2 separate regions of the Capra hircus genome follow, and region 2 is linked to region 1. A link is a contact called in public Hi-C data. All regions are on one chromosome and are shown on one strand. The core of a region is the stretch at or near the end of the contact, and the rest is flanking DNA. Distances in the headings are between cores, read along the strand shown. Region 1 holds the start of WDR73 (WD repeat-containing protein 73). Region 2 overlaps SLC28A1 (sodium/nucleoside cotransporter 1).

What was found. A called contact is a pair of places that touch in the nucleus more often than the background predicts.
Region 2: a Hi-C map of blood shows a contact between it and region 1, with 5 times the contacts expected there. The contact joins the enhancer-like site here to the promoter of WDR73 in region 1. A contact is called at or near these places in 3 of 5 Hi-C or Micro-C datasets (blood and liver).

The regions. Positions count from the first base shown.
Region 1 is chr21:21,596,708-21,603,032 of ARS1.2, forward strand. WDR73 (WD repeat-containing protein 73) reads right to left here and starts at 3,811. Exons shown (of 8, transcript XM_013972954.2): 1 at 3,489-3,811; 2 at 2,670-2,737; 3 at 2,280-2,368; 4 at 487-575. The coding sequence starts at 3,529. It overlaps NMB (neuromedin-B), which reads right to left. Exons shown (of 3, transcript XM_013972955.2): 3 at 4,553-4,814. The coding sequence ends at 4,749.
Region 2 is chr21:21,854,823-21,860,595 of ARS1.2, forward strand. All of the region lies in intron 11 of SLC28A1 (sodium/nucleoside cotransporter 1), which reads left to right. Among named protein-coding and RNA genes, the nearest start is that of SLC28A1, 47 kb to the left of the region's middle. Within about 2 kb of position 3,544, at least 3 of the 5 cell types and tissues checked have an H3K27ac peak or open chromatin away from gene starts, as enhancers often do.

The sequences.
Region 1 (6,325 bases), core at 2,561-5,060:
GCAAGGAGGGTCATCAAGACCAGTCACCCTCATTTAACAGATGAAGGGCAGACTTGATCCCCTCCAGGGACAGCCGTGGGACTGAGCCCTGGCTGCCACTTGGCATGATGTGTCCAAGAGGACCCAGCAGGGAGCCCGAACACAGAACCCTCACCCACGGGCTTTCGGTCTCTGCCAACCGAGCTGTTAGCCCCAACCACCCACCATCGGCTCTCTGAGAAACTAACAGCATCCCTTCTGCTTTATGCCCTGGAGCAACACCACTGATCTGTGGGTTACAGTAGTCAGGGGGTTTGTAGGGACCAAGACACCACTGAGCGCTGGTGTCTCTGTATTCCAGATCTGTGTGTGCCCACAGCCTGTCCATGTGCCCCTGTGCAGAGGGCAGAGGGGGAGGGGTGGTGATAAAGAGGCAGGATCACCCTGCCACTTGCAGCCACTCCTTCTGGAATGGAAGATCCAGGTCACAGACAGAGCTGACCTTACCTGGTGTCTGGCACATGCTTCAGATCAAAGACAGACCTGTCTGAAAATCCTCCATGCTGTACCTTGAAATCTCTTTCAGGGAATAAGCCCTAAAATACAAAGAGGTGGCCGATCAGAGAGGGCTGCTCTCCAAAGGAGTGTTTCAGAGGAGCTCCAGGTGAGGAGCCATATCCCAGCCTGGCAGGAAACCCTGGAAGCCGCTCAGGTGGTAATGATGCTTCTTGAGCAGGGCCTCTGGGCACTGTTACTTGTATAATAAATGTTGGTCTCAGCTGCCTACAGAGATGGCTTTCTTTCCTGCACATCCTAAGCCTTTCTTCTAACCTTTCTCCAGAGCGAAAGCATTATATTCCAAGCCTGCTTAGGGGAGTCACAGAGGTTTAACAGCGTATCAGAGAAATAACTGGAATGTATCAGTGGACAAACATAGTCCCGTTCCTCCTGGCACCTCCCACCAGAAGTTAGGTGGGTTCCTCCAGCAGTAAAAATACAACCAGTCAATCATCCAGTATTCACTGTGCCAGCCACCTTGTTTAGTGCTTAATCACGTTGAATTCTTAGAACTACCCTGTGACGTGGACACTATAATTATCCCTATTCTAAAATGACAGAGCTAGGGTACAGGGAGCTTAAGCAACTTTTCTAAGGTCACACAAGGGTTATGTTACACATTTGAACCCAAGTCTGTCTAACCAAAGTCCATGCTCTTAGCTGCTGGACTACTATCTCCATGTGAGGAACCAGAGGAGGGGAAAAGGAGGCGGCCACAAGAGAAAAGAGGAGGGACTTGCCTGGTGGTCCAGTGGTTAAGAATCTGACTTGAAATGCAGGGGATGTGAGTTTGATCCCTGGTCGGGGAACTAAGACCCCACATGCCACACGATTTCCACATAACGCAACAAAGATCCCAAGTGCCACAACTAAGACCCAACGTGGCCAAATAAACAAATATTTTTTTAAAAAAGAGAGAGAAAAGAGGAAAAGCCAGGGGTGAGGTGAGACGTAAATCAGGTCTCTTATCAAGGCTTGATTTTGGTGTGGTCCTGGCTCCTGAGGGGTGGAGACGAGGGAGAACAAGAGCACCAGGAAGAAATCTACTCGAGGGCAGCAAAGGCTGAACTGATCTGGCCGATGAGTCTGAATGATTTCATAGTGACATTAGGCAACCATCAGCTTTTTTCATCACGCATTCTTTTCTCCTGGCTTCTGGATTGCTGGCCGTTTCTGAGATGCCTTCTACTCTGAACACTATTCATTCTCAGTATTCCTTGTGGGTTCAGCTTCCTATTCCCATTCTTCAAATGTGCTCCCTGAGGTTCTGTCTTTAGCCATCATCTCTTCTTACTCTTTACACACTACACATTCATCTGAGCTGATCTTAATCATTCTAAGGTTTTAACCACCCTCCATACTCTAATACCTCCCTAAATCTGTTTCTTTTTTTTCACACCTACAGGATCTTCGTTACCCCTACAAGGGTTTGAACCCAGGCCCCCTGCAGTGGAAGCACAGAGTTGTAACTGGACCACCAGGGAATTCCCCCTAAATCTATTTTTGATAAAGTATAATTGACTTCTTGCTCTAGGAGCCCTCTGTAAATCACAGGACTTTCTGTAGCACTTACCTCTCTGCATATCTGTCTGTCTTTATTAGACTATAGGGCAGGCCCAGTGCTTACAGTTTCTCTCTCTCTAGTACCCGGGAAAATATTCAGTAGACAAGGGGAGCTCCATAAAGGTTTAATAAATGAGTAGAAGCAGACACATACATTCAGCACATATATTTCAAGTTACCTGGTTTTCTTTCACAGAAAGTCTGAGAGGCAGTATGAGATGAAGAATCTCATTTTTTTTCAGGCTTTCATAGCCAGCAACCAAGATTCCTGGAAAAAGAAGCAGAATATGCTGGGACAAACTGCGAGAAAGATTGTGAACCATGGCTGGGTCTAGACACTCTGCCATATCTCCCAAAGCAAAAATAAACCCCTTTGCCACTGGTATGCCACTGGGGGATTGGAAGAGAGCTAGACAGAAATATAATGCTGACAGAACAAGAAATTGCTGTAAGTGACCAAGAGGTCCTCAAGCTCTCAGAAATGGTTGGGTCCCTCTAGGCTGAGCTCCTTGAGTCCCAGCTTCAGGAGTGGGATTCCATCTCCTTCAGGGTCATGAAGGGCATCTCACCTTTGTCACCAATCCATTCAAGCACTCGAGTGGCTCCCGAGAGGTCGAATGCATGGAAATCTTGGTACCTGGATGACAGAGACATGATGTCACACACTGATGCATGGCCCTTTTACGACTGCTCAAGATGAGATGTCAGCATGGTTCGGTGGTTGGGGGCCCAAGTTTTGGAATCAAGCAGAACTGGGATCAAATCTTGTTACATATTTTACCCTCTGTGTGACTGGAACCAGGCCAGCCACAATTTCCCTGAGCCTCGTTCTCATGTGTAAAATGGAACTCCCAGAGTACCCTGACTTCACAAGGTTGGTGTGCGGAATGGAGACAATCTTTGTTTAAGGTTTAACTCAGAGGCTGGTGCAAAATAAATGGTCACTTGCTCCCCGGGTGGCTCAGGTGGTAAAGAATCTGACTACAATGCAGGAGACCTGGGTTGGATCCCTGGGTTGGGAAGATGCCCTGGAGAAGGAAATGGCAACCCACTCCAGTATTCTTGCCTGGCTAAGCCCATGGACAGAGGAGGCTGGCCGGCTACAGTCCATGGGGTCGTACAGAGTTGGACACAACTGAGCAACTAACACTATAAAACAAAAACTACGCTATTATTATCCCCCACAAGCACGGCTCCTACCAGTACTTCACACAACTTGCACACACAGAAAGGTGCCATTTCCCAGAAGCGGGAGCCGAGGCCCAGACGGAGTCCTCCGTATAGGTCCCGCCCCACACCAGGATTCCCCACATGCTCCACCCCGCGCCCGTCGGCCCCCAGGCCAGTTCCCTGGCCCAGATTCCACGTCCCAAGCCCACACGATTTACAAGCGCAAGGACTCCACCAGCCAGTCTTCCGCGGGCTCCATGGCAACAGTCGCTTCCGGTATTCTATTTCCGCCTCTGACTCTTCCTGGGCACGAACGGCCTTCTCGCGAGGAGTGGGCGCGGCCTGCTTTGACATGGGGGCGGGGCCCAGAGATGCCCTAGCGCAGGCGCAGACCTGCTGTTCCTTTGCCAGGCTCGGTCTGAGGTTCTCCGGATAAACTCTCCTGGAAAAATGACGTCAAGTCAGGGATTCCCAGGATGTCAATTCCAGACGGGGCCTGAGGGATCAAATACACGCTGGTTTTATGAACGTGTATTTGCAGATCAGAGGAAAAGGCCAGATAAAATCCTCCCTGTTAAATTCGAATAGTATGTAAAACAGCGAGTAGTTTTTTTACTTAAGTATGTCCATGCAAGGACTTCTTGGCAGTGCAGTGGTTGACTTCGTGCTTCCAATGCAGGGGCAAGGGTTTGATCCCTGGTCTGGGATCTAAGATCCCGCGTGCCATAGCGCAGCCAAAAAAAAAAAAAAAAGTTATGTCCACGCAATATTTAGGATATCTTTTTAATACGAAAATATTATTCATTGTTTATCTGAAATTCGACTATAACAGTGTCCTGTAGGTTTATTTGCTAACAGTCAGTCCCACAAGGCCAGAGAAGAGAGTAAGGGGACACTGGGGTCTGGATCCCAGCTCAGCTCTCTCCTTTGTTAACACTGGGCACTCCCCTCAAACCATGGCGAGTAGATAAAATCAGGTAAGCAAAGCCCTCCCGTGTAGTGTACGCAGTTCCCTTTTACAGGTGGGAAACAGGAGAGACTTGCCTCTGCCAGTAGGTGGCAGCGGCGAGAGTAGAAAAGCGGCTGGCAGAGGACCTGGCATCCCAGCAGGCACTGAGTGAGTACCTGCTTGCGAATGAGTGGATGAGCAGAAGCCCAGAATCAATCCCAGGCTGGTGTTCTGGGCTCTTTGGGGCCAGCCCCATCTCAGTGAACACTGGGTCTTCCAGCCTCCTTTCCCTCCCATCCCCTCCAGCACAGGTAGAAGGAGAGGACCAGACAGTCTACGTAAAGAGCAGGGTTTTATTCACAACTTCAACAGGGAAGCAAGAAATACGGCAGGGACAGCATTTGCATCTGCACCGGCGATATTCCTGACAGCCCAACCGGAAATCACGGTAATGGAGTGACAGAGATGTGAGCCCATGGTTTACATCCAGATGGGTCCCATACAGCACCTTCCCTGGGGAGGCACAATCTCAGCCATGTCGTCGTGTCTTCCTGATTAATAGCGTCACTTCTGCAGCGTTTGCACCAGCAGCCTCCTGTGCTGAAGGGGAACACACAGAGGAATTGGCCCCGGGCGGGGGTGGGACAAATGATAGGGGCATCCTGCCATTCCTAAGTGGAGGGCACCCACAGAGGTCAGCAGGGGCAGCCTCCCCACCCCACCCAGTACCTTTCTCCCTGTAGGGCCTGGGAGGGGTCAGGGCAGTGGTTTCCTCAACCTCACAGAGTGGTCATGACAGTCAATGGAGATCCTAGAAATCAAGTCGAAGCACCAGGCCTGACCCTGGGCCAGACACTGTTCTGACTCCCCAACCTCCAGCTCCGCCCTAGACCTCACTTCTGAAGTCCCACCCCCCAGGGCTAGGTACTGCTGCCTCTGAGATTCTCGAGTTGGTCTTCATGTTTCAGGCCTTCAAGATCAGTGGACCCAGAGGGGCCATCATCTTCCTTCAGACCCAGCCAGCCTGAGTTCGTAGCCCTTGCACCTGAGGTCTTTAGGGGCTGTGCAGCACGTGAGGTCTTAGCTTCCCAGCCGGGGATCAAACTCGTGTCCCATGCAGGGGGAGCAAAGAGTCTCAACCACTGGGCTGCCAGTGGAGTACCAGGCTGGTGGTTCTGTGCATCAGGAGGGCCAAGGTTGACTGGGACTGGGGATGAACTTTCTTTAGGGAATGTCCCTCCCTTCTTTCAAAATGTACACAGTATATGCTAGGCACAGTGGGAGACACACAGTTAAGTCAGCCACCGGCACAGCCAGGGAGCTCACAGACTGGTAACAGCTTCTGTTTACTAAATGTTTTCTATGCATTAGGCGTCACGCTCAGCATGTGACATAAATGGTCTCATTTAAGGGAAGTGGGACACTATTATTCCCATTTTAGGGTTGAGGAAGATGAGGCTTAGAGAGGCTACATGACATTTCTAAGGTCCCACAGCTACCAAGTAGCTGGATTATGAGCCCAGCATGCTGTCACCAGAGTCCACATTCTACTATACCTTATTATACCTTCTTCACAGAGCAACAAAGTACCAAGGAAGGTCTGTGGGATAGGGAGGTGCCAGGAGCAGAGAATGGATGAGCTGCCCCTCCGCCAGGCTGGAGACAAAGGCTGGCTTGGCTCCAGCTCTGGGGCCTTGAACCCTCTGTGTGTGCTCAATCACGTCGGTTGTATCTGACTCTCTGGGACCCCATGGACCCCGCCAGGCTCCTCTGTCCATGGGATTCTCCAGGCAAGAACACTGGAGTGGGTTGCCATGCCCTCCTCCGGGACCTTCGAACCTACATCTCTTCCATCTCTAGCACTGGCAGGCAGGTTCTTTACCACCAGCACCACCTGGAAGCCCCCCTAGCCCAAGCCCCATAGGTCAGTGGTTTACAACCAAGAGTAATTTTGGCTCCCTCCCATGACCCCTCAGCAGGGGACCTTGGGCAGTGTCTGGGAGCATTGTTGGTTGTCATAACTGTGGGCAGAGAGGGAGGCTGCTAAGCTTCCTACAATGCACAGAACAGCCCCCAGAATGTAGGACTGTCCCGCCCAGAAGAGCA
Region 2 (5,773 bases), core at 2,294-4,793, 260 kb after region 1:
TTTGCTCACGTTAAATGAACTCTCTGTGGTAAGGCTAACACACGAAGCTCATCATAGCTTCTACCAGCTGTTGCAGAGGCCACAAAGCTACAGTAATCGAAACAGTGTGGTACTGGTATATGGATAGACATGTAAAAGTGAACGTTGCTCCGTCCGGCCGAACTCTTTGCGACCCCATGGACTGTATAATCCCTGAAATTCTCCAGGCCAGAATACCGGAGTGGGTAACCTTTCCCTCCCTTCTCCAGGGGATCTTCCCAGCCCAGGGAGCAAACCTAAGTCTTCCGCATTGCAGGACTTCTTCACCCATTGAGCCACAAGGGAAGCCCAAGAACACTGCAGTGGGTAGCCTATCCCTTCTCTAGGGGATCTACCTGACCCAGGAAACGAACCGGGGTCTCCTGTACTGCAGGCGGATTCTTTACCAGCTGAGCTATGAGGGAAGCCCATATGAGGGATAGATAGACATGTAGACCAATCAAAGAGAATTGAGAGTCCGCTCTGGGCCCCCAGGAATGCGGGTTGGAATCTCTTCAGTGGTGTCCGGAGCTCTCTGCCCGCGGACCGGAGGGAGCCGGCTGAGCTGCCGCCGCCTCAACCCCAGGCCTCCCGCGCCGAGGCTGCTCCCGCCCGCTGACAGGGGAAGGGTGGGCGCCCAGCTTCGGAGGCCCCTGCAGGCCCGGCGGCGGGCGAGGCTGAGGGCAGGGCTCCTCTACCCAGACCAGCAGCCCTCGGCACCGAGCGGCTCCTGCGGCTAGGAAAGGAAGGAGTGAGGGGTTGGAAGCAGCTAGGGCTGTGCCCTGGGGTCCCCCGGCTAGAATCACTCCCTTCTCAGCGTCTGGTAGGGAGACCGAGGTGTGGGCGGGGGGGGGGGGGGCGGCGGGAGGCGGGGGACTGAGCAAGGAGGCTTCTAGAACCTCTTCCCGAGGGAAGCCCATATACTCGTTCAGTTCAGTAGCTCAGTCTTATCCGACTCTTTGCAACCCCATGAATCACAGCACCCCAGGCTTCCCTGTCCATCACCAACTCCTGGAGTTCACTCAAACTCACCTCCGCGTCAGTGATGCCATCCAGCCATCTCATCCTCTGTCATCCCCTTCTCCTCCTGCCCCCAATCCCTCCCAGCATCAGAGGCTTTTCCAATGAGTCAACTCTTCACATGAGGTGGCCAAAGTACTGGAATTTCAGCTTCAGCATCATTCCTTCCAAAGAACACCCAGGACTGATCTCCTTTAGAATGGACTGGTTGGATCTCCTTGCAGTCCAAGGGACTCTCAAGAATCTTCGCCAACACCACAGTTCAAAAGGATCAGTTCTTCCGCACTCAGCTTTCTTCACAGTCCAACTCTCACATCCATACATGACCACTGGAAAAACCATAGCCTTGACTAGACGGACCTTTGTTGGCAAAGTAATGTCTCTGCTTTTCAATATGCTGTTTAGGTTGGTCATAACTTTTGGAGTAAGCGTCTTTTAATTTCATAGCTGCAATCACCATCAGCAGTGATTTTGGAGCCCCCAAAAATAAAGTCAGCCACTGTTGCCACTGTTTTCCCATCTATTTCCCATGAAGTGATGGGATGGGAGTGTAATTTGCTCTAACCTTTTTGGAGAACCCTTATCTGTCAATTTAAAAATACTCCTTCCTGTTGATCCAGTTAGCAATATTATGATACAGAAATATTTTCACAAGTGGTCAAAAGGTGTGAAATCCCAGCATCATTTGTAATAGCAAAAACCATCAATGTGTTACAGTATGGGGATGAGCTGGGTAAGTTCATCCATGCAGTGCACTGTTGCTCAGTCCCTAGGGTGAGGTTGAGCCTCCATGTTGCTGATATGGAGAAGAGCAGTCTGCCTTGGGTTGGGCAAGAAGTAACAGTTAGAACTGGACATGGAAAGGGGACAGGTTCAAAATCAGGAAAGGAGGCTGTATATTTTATATTGTCAACCATGTTGGAGAAGACTCTTGAGAGTCCCTTGGACTGCAAGAAGATCCAACCAGTGCATCCTAAAGGAGATCAGTCCTGGGTGTTCATTGGTAGGACTGATGTTGAAGCTGAAACTCCAATACTTTGGCCACCGGATGCGAAGAGCTGACTCATTTGAAAAGACTCTGATGCTGGGAAAGACTGAAGCCAGAAGAAGGGGACGACAGAGGATGAGATGTTTGGATGGCATCAGCGACTCGATGGACATGAGTTTGAACAAACTCTGGGAGATAGTGAAGGACAGGGAAGCCTGGTGTGCTGCAGTTCATGGGGTCGCAAAGAGTAGGACACGACTGAGTGTCTGAACAACAACAGCAGCAGCTTACCTTTCCCAGCACCCAGGCTCTCCTGATGGTGTGCCTGAGTGGGCCAGGGGTGACAGAACGACCTGAACTGTCCCCTTCTCTGGTCCCAGACTCCACTTGTCTTTCTCTCCTGTGTCCTTGGGGATGGGGAAACCCGCTCCTCGGTGCTCCCTTCCCTCAGAACACCTAGGCCACACTGGGAGGCTCAGCTCCACATACTCACAGAGCTGTCTGGGCAGGATGGCTGCTGCCACGTGATTTTCAAGAAGGCCCCTTGCACTCTGGGGCTTTGTCTTCTCCTGGCAAGTTCCATGTAGAATGTTAGCATCTGGTTTACAGCTTGTCTCACCTGGGCCTAGGAAAGGCCCATCAGAGCTGGTGCATGCCTGCTCCTCCCCTGAAACTCACCATCAATTGATTTTGGAAGGAATTTGATATTTCAGAAATGAAAACTAAAGACTTTCGTCCCAAAACTCTTCATGGTGGCTGTTGAGGGAGGGGCTACCCTATTGTCTTCAGGACTTAAAGACTTTCTAATTTTTTAAAAACTAATTTATATTTGGCTGTGCAGGGTCTTTGTTGCTGGACACTGGCTTTCTCTAGTTGTGGCTAGTGGGGGGCGGGGGTCCTCTTCATTTCGATGTGGGGGCTTCTCATTGCAGTGGCTTCTCTTGCTGTGGAGCACGGGATCTAAGGTGCATGGGCTTCAGTAGTTGTGGTACATGGGCTCAGTTGCCGCATGGCATGTGGAATTTTCCTGAGCCAGGAATCAAACTGGTGTCCCCTGCATTGGTAGGCAGACTCTAAACCACTGAACCCCCAGGGCAGTTCGAAACTTAGAGCCTTTAAATGTCTTAACTTTGTCCTGGGTCCCACAGGCAGTTGAAAGAATGGTGTTCTTTCTACCACACGAGCATGAGCGTTGCTGCTATTACTTAAGACTTAAGTACTGGAAAAACTCTTAATCCCTTTCCCACAATCGTCTTACAACTCAGCCTCTTTTCTTTCCCTTGCTTGAGCCAGAGCCCAGGCCTAGCCCCAGGCAGGCAGGCCTCCCTAATGAAGAGGCCCGAGGTCGCACTCCCCTTTAGCTCCACAGAAGGTGCAGAGGCCGCCCAGATCAGGCACATGGCTGCGGGTCTCTATCCACAGCCTCTGGTCTGGAAGCCCCAGACTAGCACCCTAGCTGGCCTGCTGAAAGGCCACATCCCCTTCCTCCTCCCCTCAGACCTCTGGATCTGCCTCCAGTCTGGCCGCAGAGAAAATCTCTTCTGCCCCCACCTGGCTCTTGGCTGCCACTGCAGCAACCAGGGAGGGGGCGGGAGTCGCTTCCTCTCACAGCCCTGCCATCCCACCCTCTCCTCTCTCTCCTATTACTCTCTCCTCCAGGCAGTTCCTAATGGAGTCTTCGGCTCTGCCCTTAGCCCCTGAATTCCAGAGAGATCTCACCTCTCTCTCTTCCTTTCTCTTTGATGCTCAACTTCTGGGCTCCCTCTTCCTGCACCTTCCTATTGCTAAAAGCTGATATTTCTAGACCTGCACTGTCAGACAGAGTCAGTTGCCACTAACTACTGTTGAACCTTGAACTGTGGCTGGTCTGAAATGAGGTCTGTGAGACTTGGTGTGAAAAAATCAATTAATATGTTTTATTGATAAGTTCTAGGGCTTCCTTAGTGGCTCAGAAGGTAAAGAATCTGCCTGCAATGCAGGAGACCTGGGTTTGATTCCTGGGTTGGGAAGATCCCCTGGAGAAGGGAATGGCAGCCCACTCCAGTATTCTTGCCTGGAGAATCCCATGGACAGAGGAGCCTGGTGGGCTATAGTCCATGTGGTCGCAAAGAGTTGGACACAACTGAAGGATTAATACTCCACTTTACTTCATTGATAAATTTTTTTTTCATTTTTTGTTTTTATACTTTTTTTTTTTTACTTCATTGGTAAGTTTTACATTGACTACATGGGTAAATGATATGTCAGATATATTGGGTTAAATTAAATACATCATCAAAATTAATTTCATCTATTTCTTTTTACCTTTAAAGAAAGATTTATTTTTATGTATTTGTTTTTGACTCTGCTGGATCTTTGTTGCTGAGCAAGGGCTTTCTCTAGTTGTGGTGAGCAGGGGCTCCTCTCTGTTGCAGTGTGGGGGCTTCTCTGGTTTCAGATCATGGACTCTAGAGCACAGGCTCAGTAGCTGTGGTGCTCTGGCTTAGTTGCCCTGAATTATGTGGGATCTTCCACGACTGGGGATTGAACTCTGGCATTGACAGGTGGATTCTTAACCACTAGACCACTTGCTAGAAAACTTAATTCACAGGTGTGCTTTCCATTATATTTCTATCAAATGACACTGGTCTAGACTTGGTCTGAAGTCCCAAGGGACCTCAATGAATCCTTTCATTGTGACCTCTACACACATGTCCCTTTTTAGCGTGTTTGCCCAAAAAACTCTAAAGCAGCTGCGAGCTCTCTCTCTAGCCCCAGAAACTGGTCTCCTTACCTACTCCTCTGGCTGGGGACCACTGTGAGAGGAGATCCAGATGTGTACCTCAGGCTGTGAACACGTCATGGGTTGAGGGGTGGCCACTGATGTTCCTCGATCAATTGTACAAGAGTGAGAGCTCCTGGGACGGAGTCTGGGGCTTCTGAACAGGGCCGAGCAAGAGTCAGCCACATCCTGAGTCTCCCCATGTGTAAAATGGGCAGAATTCCTGCCTACCTCATGGCAGTCTAAGAATTAAATGCAATAATAGCCAGAAAACACCTGCACAGTGTTGAGGAAGTGATTGTCCTTTCTCTGACATGCTACGGTCAGAAGTCAGTCCTTCCAAAACTGGTCTCTTTTATGCTCTGGGCATGCTTGTCGATCAGTTGTGTCCGACTCTTTATGATCCCATGGACTGTAGCCTGCCAGGTTCCTCTATCCATGAGATTTTCCTGGCAAGAATACTCGAATGGATTGCCATGCCCCTCCAGGGGATCTTCCCGACCCAGGGATTGAACCTGCGTCTCTTGCTCCACCTCCCGCATTGCAGACGGATTCTCTACTGCTGAGCCCCAGGGGAAGCCCTTATGCTCTGTAGTGTCTGGATTTACTTCCTTTCTCAGTAAAGATCTTTTTGAAAGTTCAGATGGAGGGTTCCTACCCTCTCTCCCTCTTCACATAGGAGAGCTTTGGGTAGAAAAGGGTGGGCCTTGGACAGGAGTGGGCTGCAGGATGCTGGGGCAGAAGGCATTCCTGAGCCAGGGTCTGGAAGCAGGGCAGGGGTATGTCATGACCCCGAGGAGTAGCTGGCAGGAAGGAGTGTGTGGGCTGGCCCAGTGCCCCAGAGAGCCCTGCTGGTGCAGGACTCAGCCCTTTCCAAGATGAGCAGGAAATGACGGCCTACGGCATTTGAGGCAGTGGCCACAACTGACCCACTCAGGGCAGCACCCAGGAGTGTGACACCTGCAGGGTGTGCTCCCTGCTGAGGC